Linked DNA regions of Mus musculus: region 1 is linked to region 2. A link is a contact called in public HiChIP or PLAC-seq data. All regions are on one chromosome and are shown on one strand. Each heading gives the region's core, a stretch centred on a gene start, on an enhancer-like site or on the middle of the called end of the contact. The rest is flanking DNA. Distances are from core to core; before and after follow the strand shown. Region 1 overlaps Gm29857 (a long non-coding RNA gene). Region 2 overlaps Camk1d (calcium/calmodulin-dependent protein kinase ID).

What was found. HiChIP or PLAC-seq counts read pairs in DNA pulled down with a chosen protein or histone mark.
Region 1: a contact with region 2 is called in an HNF4G HiChIP or PLAC-seq map of pancreatic cancer cells. The contact joins two enhancer-like sites. A contact is called at or near these places in 1 of 115 datasets of contacts at active chromatin or transcription factors (pancreatic cancer cells) and 1 of 9 other capture datasets (embryonic stem cells).

Annotation. Positions count from the first base shown.
Region 1 is chr2:5,731,646-5,736,957 of GRCm38.p6, reverse strand. All of the region lies in intron 1 of Gm29857 (a long non-coding RNA gene), which reads right to left. Among named protein-coding and RNA genes, the nearest start is that of Gm29857, 6.3 kb to the right of the region's middle. Within about 2 kb of position 3,042, at least 23 of the 459 cell types and tissues checked have an H3K27ac peak or open chromatin away from gene starts, as enhancers often do. A contact at or near this core is called in pancreatic cancer cells, where this site is marked.
Region 2 is chr2:5,352,020-5,357,360 of GRCm38.p6, reverse strand. Camk1d (calcium/calmodulin-dependent protein kinase ID) reads left to right here. Exons shown (of 11, transcript NM_177343.4): 5 at 2,566-2,692. Among named protein-coding and RNA genes, the nearest start is that of Gm36906, 40 kb to the right of the region's middle. Within about 2 kb of position 4,085, at least 10 of the 459 cell types and tissues checked have an H3K27ac peak or open chromatin away from gene starts, as enhancers often do. A contact at or near this core is called in pancreatic cancer cells, where this site is marked.

The DNA.
Region 1 (5,312 bases), core at 1,793-4,292, 380 kb before region 2:
AAGTGTTCTGAGTTACTGAACCAACCCCTTTAAAAAATCTATATTTTAAACATTTTCTACTTAAGACAACACCTTCTGTGGCTGCATAAGTTACATCTGGAGACTCTACTGGGCTCATGGATCACATGTTTAGAATTTCCTGCCATTCTGGTTGCTATAAGAATTACAGAATTGCTAAACATGAACAGCAATTCCATGGTTCCAGCCAACCTTCCTGCCTTGTCCTCTGCCTATGAAGAACAGGTAGAGACAGGTCTGTGCCAGTGAGTTTTGATCTTTTCCATTGCTATAGCCAACTCCCTGACAGTCTCTAAATATCTGCTCCTAGTCACAAGAGCAGAGGGTTGATCAAAGTTGTAGATAGACAAATTGGTAACTTAACTCTGTGCCCAACTGATGGAGCAGCAAAGTCACATGACCGGTGGCAGCCTGTGTGACATGATTCTCCTCTCATCAGTTTTGAATGCACTGACAATTTGGAGTCCTCTGTAGGCTGCAACCAGGAAGGTCAGGAGAAGTTTACACGACTGCTTGAATGGAGAGTATTTCACTCCACTGGAATTCACAAGTCCTCTAGAAGCCTCTGTGTACTGTTCCAGAGCTGCAGGCTTTCCACACTGTGAATGCTGTTTAGAAACTGTGAAGGCTAGCACAGTATGGAAGGAATCACTCCTATGTGCCATTTCGTGTTCAGAATAAGAGTGCTCTTCTAAGCTCCTGAAGTCACAAGCACAGTATGATATGGTAGGTGTTATAGAAAGGAGAGAAAGAGAACCAGGGCTTGTCAGTGACTGCCTGTGGGGTCCTTCTGCTGTCAGCTCCGATTGGCTATAAAGCTACTTTAAATGGCTTCATTTTGAATGCTAATTAGCTTGTTTGTTGAGCTGGCTTGCTCCCAGAGTGGCTTTGAGAACTGCTGCCTGGCCCTTCAGCAACTGCAAGGCCAGAGCTAGGACAAGATCTGCTATACAAACTCCACTTCCTCAGCCTCTGATTAGGGTGGACTCAGGTGGAGGAGCAGAGAGGAAAGGTGTAGTGGGACCCTGAGAGCATCCCTGGTGGCCTGAGGCAGCAGTCCCCTGCCCTGTGCATAGGCTTCTGGGGGAAAAACTATCAAAATAAACCAGGGGTTGTCTGGAGCTACTCGCTGTTTTGTCTGAAGGAAACCCCAGTTCCCCAAACTCCAAAAGGTACTCCAAATATCCAGAAATGAACTCACCCTGGACTCAACCTGGATTTCTGGCAGTTCAATAAAAGCCAGAGTTCCTGCAGAACTTGTGAAAACTGGTTCTCATTTTCCAAAAGAAGTTATTTCCCTTACTTCTGACAGAAAGGACCTATGGCTACCTGAAGTGCCTATCAGCATATCAAAGCAGAGGTTGGCCTCCAGGCTCCCAGAGTATCACAAGAACTTTTATACATTTCAAAGCCCACTTGGATCCCATTCCTTCTCACCTCTCTCCTATCTGAACTCCCTCTTGCTCACCGGATTCTCTAGTTCATCTATTCATTCACCTTATAAGCCTACTATGCCTACTACCATTGGGCCCCCCCTTGCAGGTCCCCTTCCCTTCCCCCAATAAGCTTACTTTAACCTAGGCCTGTCCTTAAGGGGACATCTTAGCACTGAAGAGGTCAGCTCAGGACCTTTGAAAAATTCCACCCCTCCCCTCCTGGAAGAGACAGGTCAGAGAGCATGTAGGCCGGAAGGGAAAGGCTGATTACCTCATTTACTAAAGACCAATCAGTTTAAAGGGTGCTCTGTTCTGCCAGTCATATTGTGCCTAGTTGCTGATGTTCTCTGCCGCCCCTGGAAACTGTATAAAAACCCTCTCCAAATGGGCCACCCAGGGTGGTCGCCTCTTTCAGGTACAGGGCAACCCCAGTGCACTGGAACAATAAATTCCTTTTGCCTTTGCATTGATCCCTGGCTCTCTGTTGTTCACTTGGGGGGGGGGGGGGGTCCCTGCTAGTTAAGGCTCATCAGAGTCTTACATTAGTTTTGTATAAAATCGTATGTTTCATGTAAGTCTATTTGCATCCTAAATTAATTTGGGGGGAAGTGTTAAGGATTGAACCTATGGCCTTGAATATGCCAAGCAAATATTCTGCCAATGAGTTAAGCCCCAGATCCCTTTGACAATATTTTTTTTTGTAGTTTTAGATACTGCCACAAATAATGTATCATGGGGGGGAATTAAAGAAATTATGAGTTTTTCTGTTTACTAGGAGTCAGCCTCTTGTGCTGGTTTGAATGAGAATATCTGGCTAACTCATTTTTTGAACTCTTAGTCCTGTATAAAAGTGGGGGTTTCAGAACTAAAGTATCAAGTGAGGACATGACCACTCTGAGGTATGGTTGACAAAGTTTTTATTGTAGATACTGGGGAGGGTACAATCCAGAGCAGGGAGAGAAAGTAGTAGACTAAACATGGCCAGTCTATTACCGTGGGAGCACAGCAGCATCCAGGCAGGCATGGTCCAGGAGGAGCAGAGAGCTCTACATCTTCATTTGAGGGTCTCAAAGCCTATGCCCACAGTGACACACTTCCTCCAACAAGGTTACACCTACTCCAACAAGGCCACGCCTCCTAACAGACTCACTCCCTGGGCCAAGCATATACAAACCACCACAGACTAGAGCCACTCCCCGGGCCAAGCATATACAAACCACCACAGACTAGAGCCACTCCCCGGGCCAAGCATATACAAACCACCACAGACTAGAGCCACTCCCTGGGCCAAGCATGTACAAACCACCACAAACTAGAGCCACTCCCTGGGCCAAGCATATACAAACCACCACAAACTAGAGCCACTCCCTGAGCCAAGCATGTACAAACCACCACAAACTAGAGCCACTCCCTGGGCCAAGCATATACAAACCACCACAGACTAGAGCCACTCCCTGGGCCAAGCATGTACAAACCACCACAGACTATTTCTAGTTTGTGCTCTGCTTTGTACTTGTAGGTCAAGAGGTAATTCCTCAACTGCCGATCCCTTGTCTGGGAGACCTTCCTGGTAGTCAATGTTCCTGACAGATACTTCATAGAGTTGCCTCTCTTTGTCTTCTGAATCATTCACTCATGAATTAACAGCTGAATTCCTGTGGTAGTCCAGGAGCTGATTCATTGCCAGGTCTGGGTGGGGAGTGTCTTTAAAAATGAATGTAAAATAAATGTCTCTGAACTCAGAGGACCTGACTTAAAGTTTGCAGTGGTTTGACCCTGGTCTTTGTTCCTGGCGTTGGAGTTTTTATTCCCTTATCAAATGAAGAGCTCGTCTCCAACTTGCTTTTCTTTGGGCTTGACTGATGCCTTAGGCTGGAAGGTCCTCAAGCAGGAATAACTTGCTTCTGCTTTGTCTTCTTGACTTTGGCTGGTGTTTCTTCACTATCTCATTATGGCTTTGATGCTTTTAAGAAAACTAAACAAATATTTCATCCAGCTTGGCAGGCTGTCTTTGATCTTAATCACTCATCTTGTTGTTGCCAAATTAGACCTACAATGTAACTTAGGTTCAAATCCCAGCTCTTATTTTCAACTGGCCTGGGTTGGCCAAATTGTCTTCCTCTTGATTTGTCACACACATTAAACCCTACCAACTGATCTTTGTGGTTGTGTAATTTGAAAGTTAAAGCCTTTGTTTTTTTGTTCTGGTAAAGTGGTACAGTAACAGATGTGTTCATTGACTGTGTCCCAAGCTAGAAGGTAAGTTTAGGATTATGGAAAATTTGTGTGTGTGTCCCTCCCCCAATTTTCTCTTTCCCAGGAAATGCCTGATAAGGAGAATCTGCACAGTATGCTTGAGCTGAGGGAAATGGTTACTTTGTAAAGATAACCAAGGACTCAATCAAAATACATATTGCTTATAAACAAAAACATACTGCAAAAAAATGGGCAGAGGGTCCTATTCACTTGCATTATTTTGTAAAGTTGATCAGTGTTAAACTGGTTCTGGCTTTAGTTTTTCATTTAATGTGGCCTTGTAATAGAGTCCTTACACTAAATATTTCTTCTAATCTGAAGTAGTTTAGCAAAAGTTCTGTCATTAACATAAGCATAAGTGGTGTGTGTATATGTGTGTATGTGTGTGTGTGTGTATGCATGTCTGTTTTAAACCAGGGGTTGATTTAGTAAACTTGGGTTACCCACAGTCACCAAAGCTGGGGTGCCAGCTTCCGGTGTGTGTCTCTGCAGCGTTTTAGAGGAGTTGTAATCAGAACATTTAAAGAAGCCAAGCATGCTTTTTTATAGTGTCGCGATGCCCCCAAAGACTCAGTGTTTCAGACGAGAAAGCCATGGAATTATGATAGGCGGCAGATTGGCTTCTCCATGTCAGATGCTTGGCAGTTGATCCTTGCCTGATGGCCTTAAAACACCCCATCTGCGGAGAGAACGCTAACACGTTCATTTTCTGGATAAGGACATCAGCTTGGAGGGAATTCTTTGACTTGTCCAAGGCCACAGAGCCTTGGGGAAGAGGCTCCCCATTCCCTACCTTCCTCTCTGGAGACCTTCTGCTGTTCTATTACTCGCAACAGAACAAACGGCACCTGTGTGCTCTGAGGGTCAATTAAACTCATGGAGTGTTTGCTTGAAATTTTACAATGTTTGCCATCAAGACTCTGGTAATGTGTCTTTAAAAGGTGACAAGGGAGGCTGGAGGGGGTGTGTGGCTCAGTGGATAAAGCACCTGCCGCAGAAGCTGGAGGGCCTGAGTTTGGCTCTTCAGAAGCCATGGAAAAGGTGTGGCATAGTAACACCTGTAGCCCTTGAGTTAGGAAACAGAGCGAGGCAGGGCCCTGGGGCTTCCTGACCAGCCTTCTGGCAGAATTGGAAAGCTTCAGGTTCAGAGTGAGATCTTGTCTCAAAAGAAAAGATGGAGAAGACCGAGAAAGCACCTGGCACTCACCCTTGGCCTCTGTGTGCACTTGCCTGCACACACACTCCGTTGGGTAAGCACATGCAAGCACGCACAAAGGGATGAGGGCCGTACTTGGCCTCTGTGTGCACTCCTGCACACACACTCCATTGGGTAAGCACATGCAAGCACGCACAAAGGAACGAGGGCCGTATCATGATAGCACCTTTGGGACTGAATGGAGAAGTTGGACATCTAGGCACACAGAAATAACTCGCATCAGGAATGGAGTGGTCTGTCCATTACCAACAATGGACACGCAGGTGAGCTTATTGGGTGGAATTGGTAGGCTGAGCCACCCACCCATCTCTCATGAGATCAAGATACTAAAATTTCAGAAGGGTAGAAGGGGAAGTGTGACCAGAATACATGTATAAAGTTGTCCA
Region 2 (5,341 bases), core at 2,836-5,335:
ATTCTGTCCACTGCCCTCTGACCTTCCCTTTGCTGTAAATCTCTTGTTAACCTTCCTAGCATAGGCGTTAAACAAGAGTCTTCTACCTATAAACCCCCCATGGTGGTACTAATGAGTACTCATTGTCTTTCAAAGTATCTGAATAGGCTGGAGAGGTAGCTCAGCAGCCCTGGCTGCTCTTCCAGAGGTCCTGAGTTCAATTCCCAGCAACCACATGGTGGCTCACAAGGATCTATAAGAGTATCTGATGTCCTTTTCTGCTCTGCAGAGCACTTATACATTAAATACATTTTTAAATATTTAAATATCTGAATAATTGTTAGTTTAACAGCATCTGAAGCACTGGGTAAAGAGCTTGATTATATTTCAGGGGTAAGGATTCCCCTTAGACAAGCTGGGCATGGAGGTACACCCCTGTAATTCCAGGAGGCTGAGGTACACCCCTGTAATTCCAGGAGGCAGAGGTACACCCCTGTAATTGCAGGAGGCTGAAGCAGGAGTGTGAAACCAGTTTGAACTCTCCCCTGAACAATGCAGATGGGTGCAGTGGTTCTCAACCTTCCTAATGCTGTGACCCCTTAGTCCCTCATGCTGTGGTGACCCACCACCACAAAATTACTTTTGTTGCTACTTCATAACTATAATGTTGCTACTGTTATAAATCATAATGCAAATATCTGATATGATGGATATCCGATAGGCAACCTCCATAAAAAGGTCATTTGACCCACAGGTTGAGAACCACTGCTCTAAAGTGGGTTCACTTGATCCAGGCTAAGACCGTGCTTGGCTGGCCTGGTGAGAGCAAGAGGGATTTGTGAGGCAAGGTCAAGGCTTTGTTCTCAAGAGGGCTCAGAGAAGCCTGGCCAAGGTTTGGTCAAGCACAGAGTCTTGGCCAGTTCTTACAAATTCTTTATAGCAAAGACTGCATACCAGAATCTTTCAGTGCACACACATATATATACACACAAACACACCCCATACCACACACCACCACACATATATACCCCCACCCCATTTCAGATCTACCAAATTATCTGTCTCCTCCATTTAATAACTCCACAGGTAGAAAGGTAACAATGATATCCAACAAGGTCAGAAAAACACTTTCTAAACATATCTAATCACTGTACCTATAAGAATTGCTAAAATTCAATGTTTAGCAACCCAAGATTTTCCCCAGGAGCCTGACAAAAAAAGACTACATCTTTATTCTTGGGCTGGGAGAGTAACCAGTCTGGCAACCGGGTGGGAAAACAAGCTTCCTTTCCATAGCCTTCCTTCTGCTTTCATTCCCTTAAGGTTCATTGTAGGCAAGAGCCACAAGTACTTATTCAGTCAGTACACCTTTAGAACTGTCCTGGTGGATAGATGTTAGCAGACAGTCCTGACACCAGCCCCCTGAGGGATAGCATCAACTGAGGTCACACAAAACGAATATGGATAAATAAAAATGCAGGTTCCTATTCTGTGTTGAGTTTCTCAGCCCTGTAGAACAGGGACTAGCCTGAGACAGGTGTATCATGGCATCTACAGGCCCTGCCCCAGTCTTTGCCAAGACTAATGACAACCCCCAGTTCTGAATAAACTCTGCAGACAATGTTTTATTGTCTGCCCCAAGGAAGTCCCTTCCGTATGTCACTGATATTATAAAACCACAGTGAAGACAAGCTGGGCACAAAGGTACACCCCTATAATCCCAGGAGGCTGAAGCAGGAGTGTGGAACCACTGTCTGAGCTCTCCCCTGAACTGTGCAGATGGGTAACAAGAAGAGACTGCAGCCTGTGCTTGGCACAAAAGCAACCAGGAGAGGGGTCTTTAGGGGCGCAGGACTAGGAGTCGCTGCTTCTTTTGCTCCCAGAATGCTCCTTCTTCCCCTGGAAGGGGTGTAAGCAGGTAGCTGATGATGTCAGCACTGTGCTGTGTGCAACCCGTCTTTCAGGACATGGTAGGATGTTACTGAGAGCCAGGAGAGAGGGCCTTGCATCACAGCAAACTAACCTGCAAGGGTCTCTGATTGACTGGGAATCCTGTCCCCCTAGCCAAGAACCAATGACAGTCTGAGAGCTGACACCTTCTTAGGTTCCCTCAAGACTGATCTTTTAAGGAGACAAAATACTAGTGAAGGAAAAGAATAACATTGAAGACTGACTTGTGCTAAATGCTCTACAGCCTCCATCCCCAGCCTGTGTCTTAAGTCCTGCCATTTTAATTGACATCTATTGATAAAGACATTGTCTATGTTTAAAGATCAAAGTTGTTCTTAATTGTGAGATTTGATGAAACTCCCATTAGTAAGACAGCTTTAAATGGACCTGTTATTCAATTGTTTGGGTTCTTTTGTTGTTGTTATTTGGTTTGTTTGTTTGTTGCTTGCATTCAATCCCAGGCATCAAGTCCAAGGCTTCTTGTGTGTTAAGCAAACCCTCTACCACTGGGCTGCATTCCCATGCCTCTTTTTATTTTTTATTCAGAGAGACATGCTTTCCCAAGTAGCTAGGATGAGAGACCTACAGCCCAGGCTTGCTTTACAGTCTGTAAGTTGCTTCTGTTTTGTTTTCTAGCCGGAGAATCTCTTATACTACAGTCAAGACGAGGAGTCCAAAATAATGATCAGTGACTTTGGCTTGTCGAAAATGGAGGGCAAAGGAGATGTGATGTCCACGGCCTGCGGGACCCCAGGCTATGTTGGTAAGGATAATGAGTATGTGAGCGTGTTTGTGTGTATCGATGAAGCTGGGTTGTCTCCATGTCAACTTCATCTTCCTTCTGAAGCATTGGAGCTTGGCACAATCACAGAGGCCTGCCTTTCTCTTGAAGGAAGGATACAAATATTGAGAGACCCCTCCACAGTACGTTATCAGTGAAGCAATTTCCCTAAAACCTTTTAGCAGTTGGGTGGAAATCCTGTTTGAATTGGTTGTGGGCCCAACTGGAGTCTAAGAGCAAAATGGGATGGATTCCCAGGTTCTAATAACAGAATTAGGTTATGTGTCTATTTTTGGATGGTTTACAGTAAAGCACCAAGCATTGATAAGGTGTGGGACTCAATAAAACATGATAAATGTTGAGATTGCTGCAGCCAGAGAGGAAACACTGGTACAAGGAGTACAGAAGAATCCATGAGTAAGTCGCCCCCTCACGTCAGCTGACCTGGGTCTGTGTGGACAGAGTCAGGGGTTGTGACAGCTTTTCCTAAAATCACAAGTGTACCTTCTTTCTGTCACCCATGTAAAATGCAGCGATGGCTGCTGACAGTGTGAACAGTTTGGTGCTGAGATTCATCTTCTGGTTTCTGGAGACAGCCCACCAGAACTGTGTTAGCATTCTGTTGCAATAACAAATACCGGAGAGAAATCAGCTTATGAATAAGAAAGGTTAATTTTGCTTGGTGGATTTTTTTTTCCTTTTGGAGGTTTCAGACTGTGATTTATTGGCCCTGTAGCTTTTAGGCTTGCAACAAAAAATCACATCATGGCCACAGCACTTGGTAAAACCATTCACCCTGTGGCTGGGACCGGAAGCAGAAAAGAAGAGTAAAGGATGGGGTATTAGCACCTTCAAAGGTCTAGTCGCACTGACCAGGAAAACTCACAACAGGCCCTACCTCAGTGGTCTGCCATCTCCCAAAAGTACTACATGCTGAGAACCAAGCCTTCAGGGAGCACTTTCCCAGACAACTGTTCACCTCAGTGGATTCAGTCACTTATCAAATATGTACTCAGTACCTACTGTGTCCCCAGCACAGGAAGGAAGAAAAGGAAGGAGGGAAGAGGGAAGGGAGGGGGGAGAGGGAACACTGTGTAAGCCTCCCTAAGGAAGGATGAATTAGTATTAACAGCCTCCACTATTCCCATGAGTCTTTAGGTACAACTAGGAAACCTTCCCAACAGGCCTGGGAGATCCAGTCTGAGACTAAATGGGTCTAGAGACTGCAGAGCACTGTGGGAGTTCTGTGTCCTTGGAGGCACTCCATGGTGTCTCAGGTCTTTGCATAATTACATTGTCATACATTGGTATGTCATACATTGGTATGCCACCACTGTTTCATTTCCCAAGTTTCTCAGAGGAGGGAAGCCGAGAGCCGCCAGACAGGAACTACGAGTGAAATGAAGAAGGGAAAGAGCTGAGAGGTTTAGTAGGATGGGATCCTGACTGAGAGGGTGTGGCAGAGAGAACCGCTAGGGGCTGCCCCGGGTGGGACCCATGGCCCTGGGGTGTGAGTCATTAAATGTCCGAGTCGTTAAGATGACCATAGAGACTCAAGAGAGGGACAGATGGGCCCGCCAGCTGTCTTATGATAATATGGTGAGGCATAGATGGGTGGGACTGTGGAATGTGGAGAAGGTAGAGAGGCAGTTGAGTGAGTGACAAGTGCATGCGCAGCTGGTGCGAAGATGTGTGGGTGTGCGGTGTACGGATGCAGTTTCTCCCTTGTGCTGTCTGTGCAGGCAGCAGGGGGTGAACGAGAAGGTGCACCCTTGGCATCTTTGAAAAACAAGGGACTCAGCAAACAAAGAGTCTGTTGCACCCACCATGAGTCACGGGTATCAAAAGTGAGGGGTGCTAGCTTGTGTTGTGAGATTCAGTCTCTTGGTCAGGACGCCCCAGGTGGTGAGCCATATTCTCCAGGCTCCATCACTCTGGACCATTTTTTGCTTTCGGGCTTCGAGCTGAGGTTTTCCTGCTCTAACAGAATATTCTTACCTATGCACCTCGCTGATCTCATTTTAATTCTGAGACAGGAAAGCTCTAAAGCTTTCTAGATTGACTCTTGGCTCCCCTATGTGGATGGCAGTGTCCCCATTGCTAGGTGGCCGCCATCTGCAGGCTTTGTTTTGGTTTCTTGCTTTGGTCAGAACGGATGGACTTAGGGACAGTGTTGAAAGCGACTCCTTAAAGGGCAGGTAAGCAAGTACTTGTGAGATTTGGTTGCCAAACCCTGAGTTCTCTTAGAGCAATAGTAACGCAGCTACTGGTTTTGCTCACATCTACCGAGCACCCAGAGTGAAAGAGGGCACCTGTCTCTGGGGTCTTTGAGCAGTCATCAGCCAACGTGGGTCTTTTTCTACCCCCAAGTCTTTGTGCCAATTTCCTTTGCATCCATCAAAGCCCAGATGAACCCTCACCTCTTCTGGTTACCATCCTGCCTCTTCTCCTTCAACATCGGAATCCTTCTCCCCCTGTTTTCAGTGCATGGTTCCTCATCAGATTGAACCGGGGCCCATGTCTGCTTCGTCTCTTCACCACACTGTGGCTTTGGCACCTACAAGGGCTGTATCTTACTCATCTTTATACAGACACATGCCGAATTGCACACAAAGCACAAGGCTCGTGACA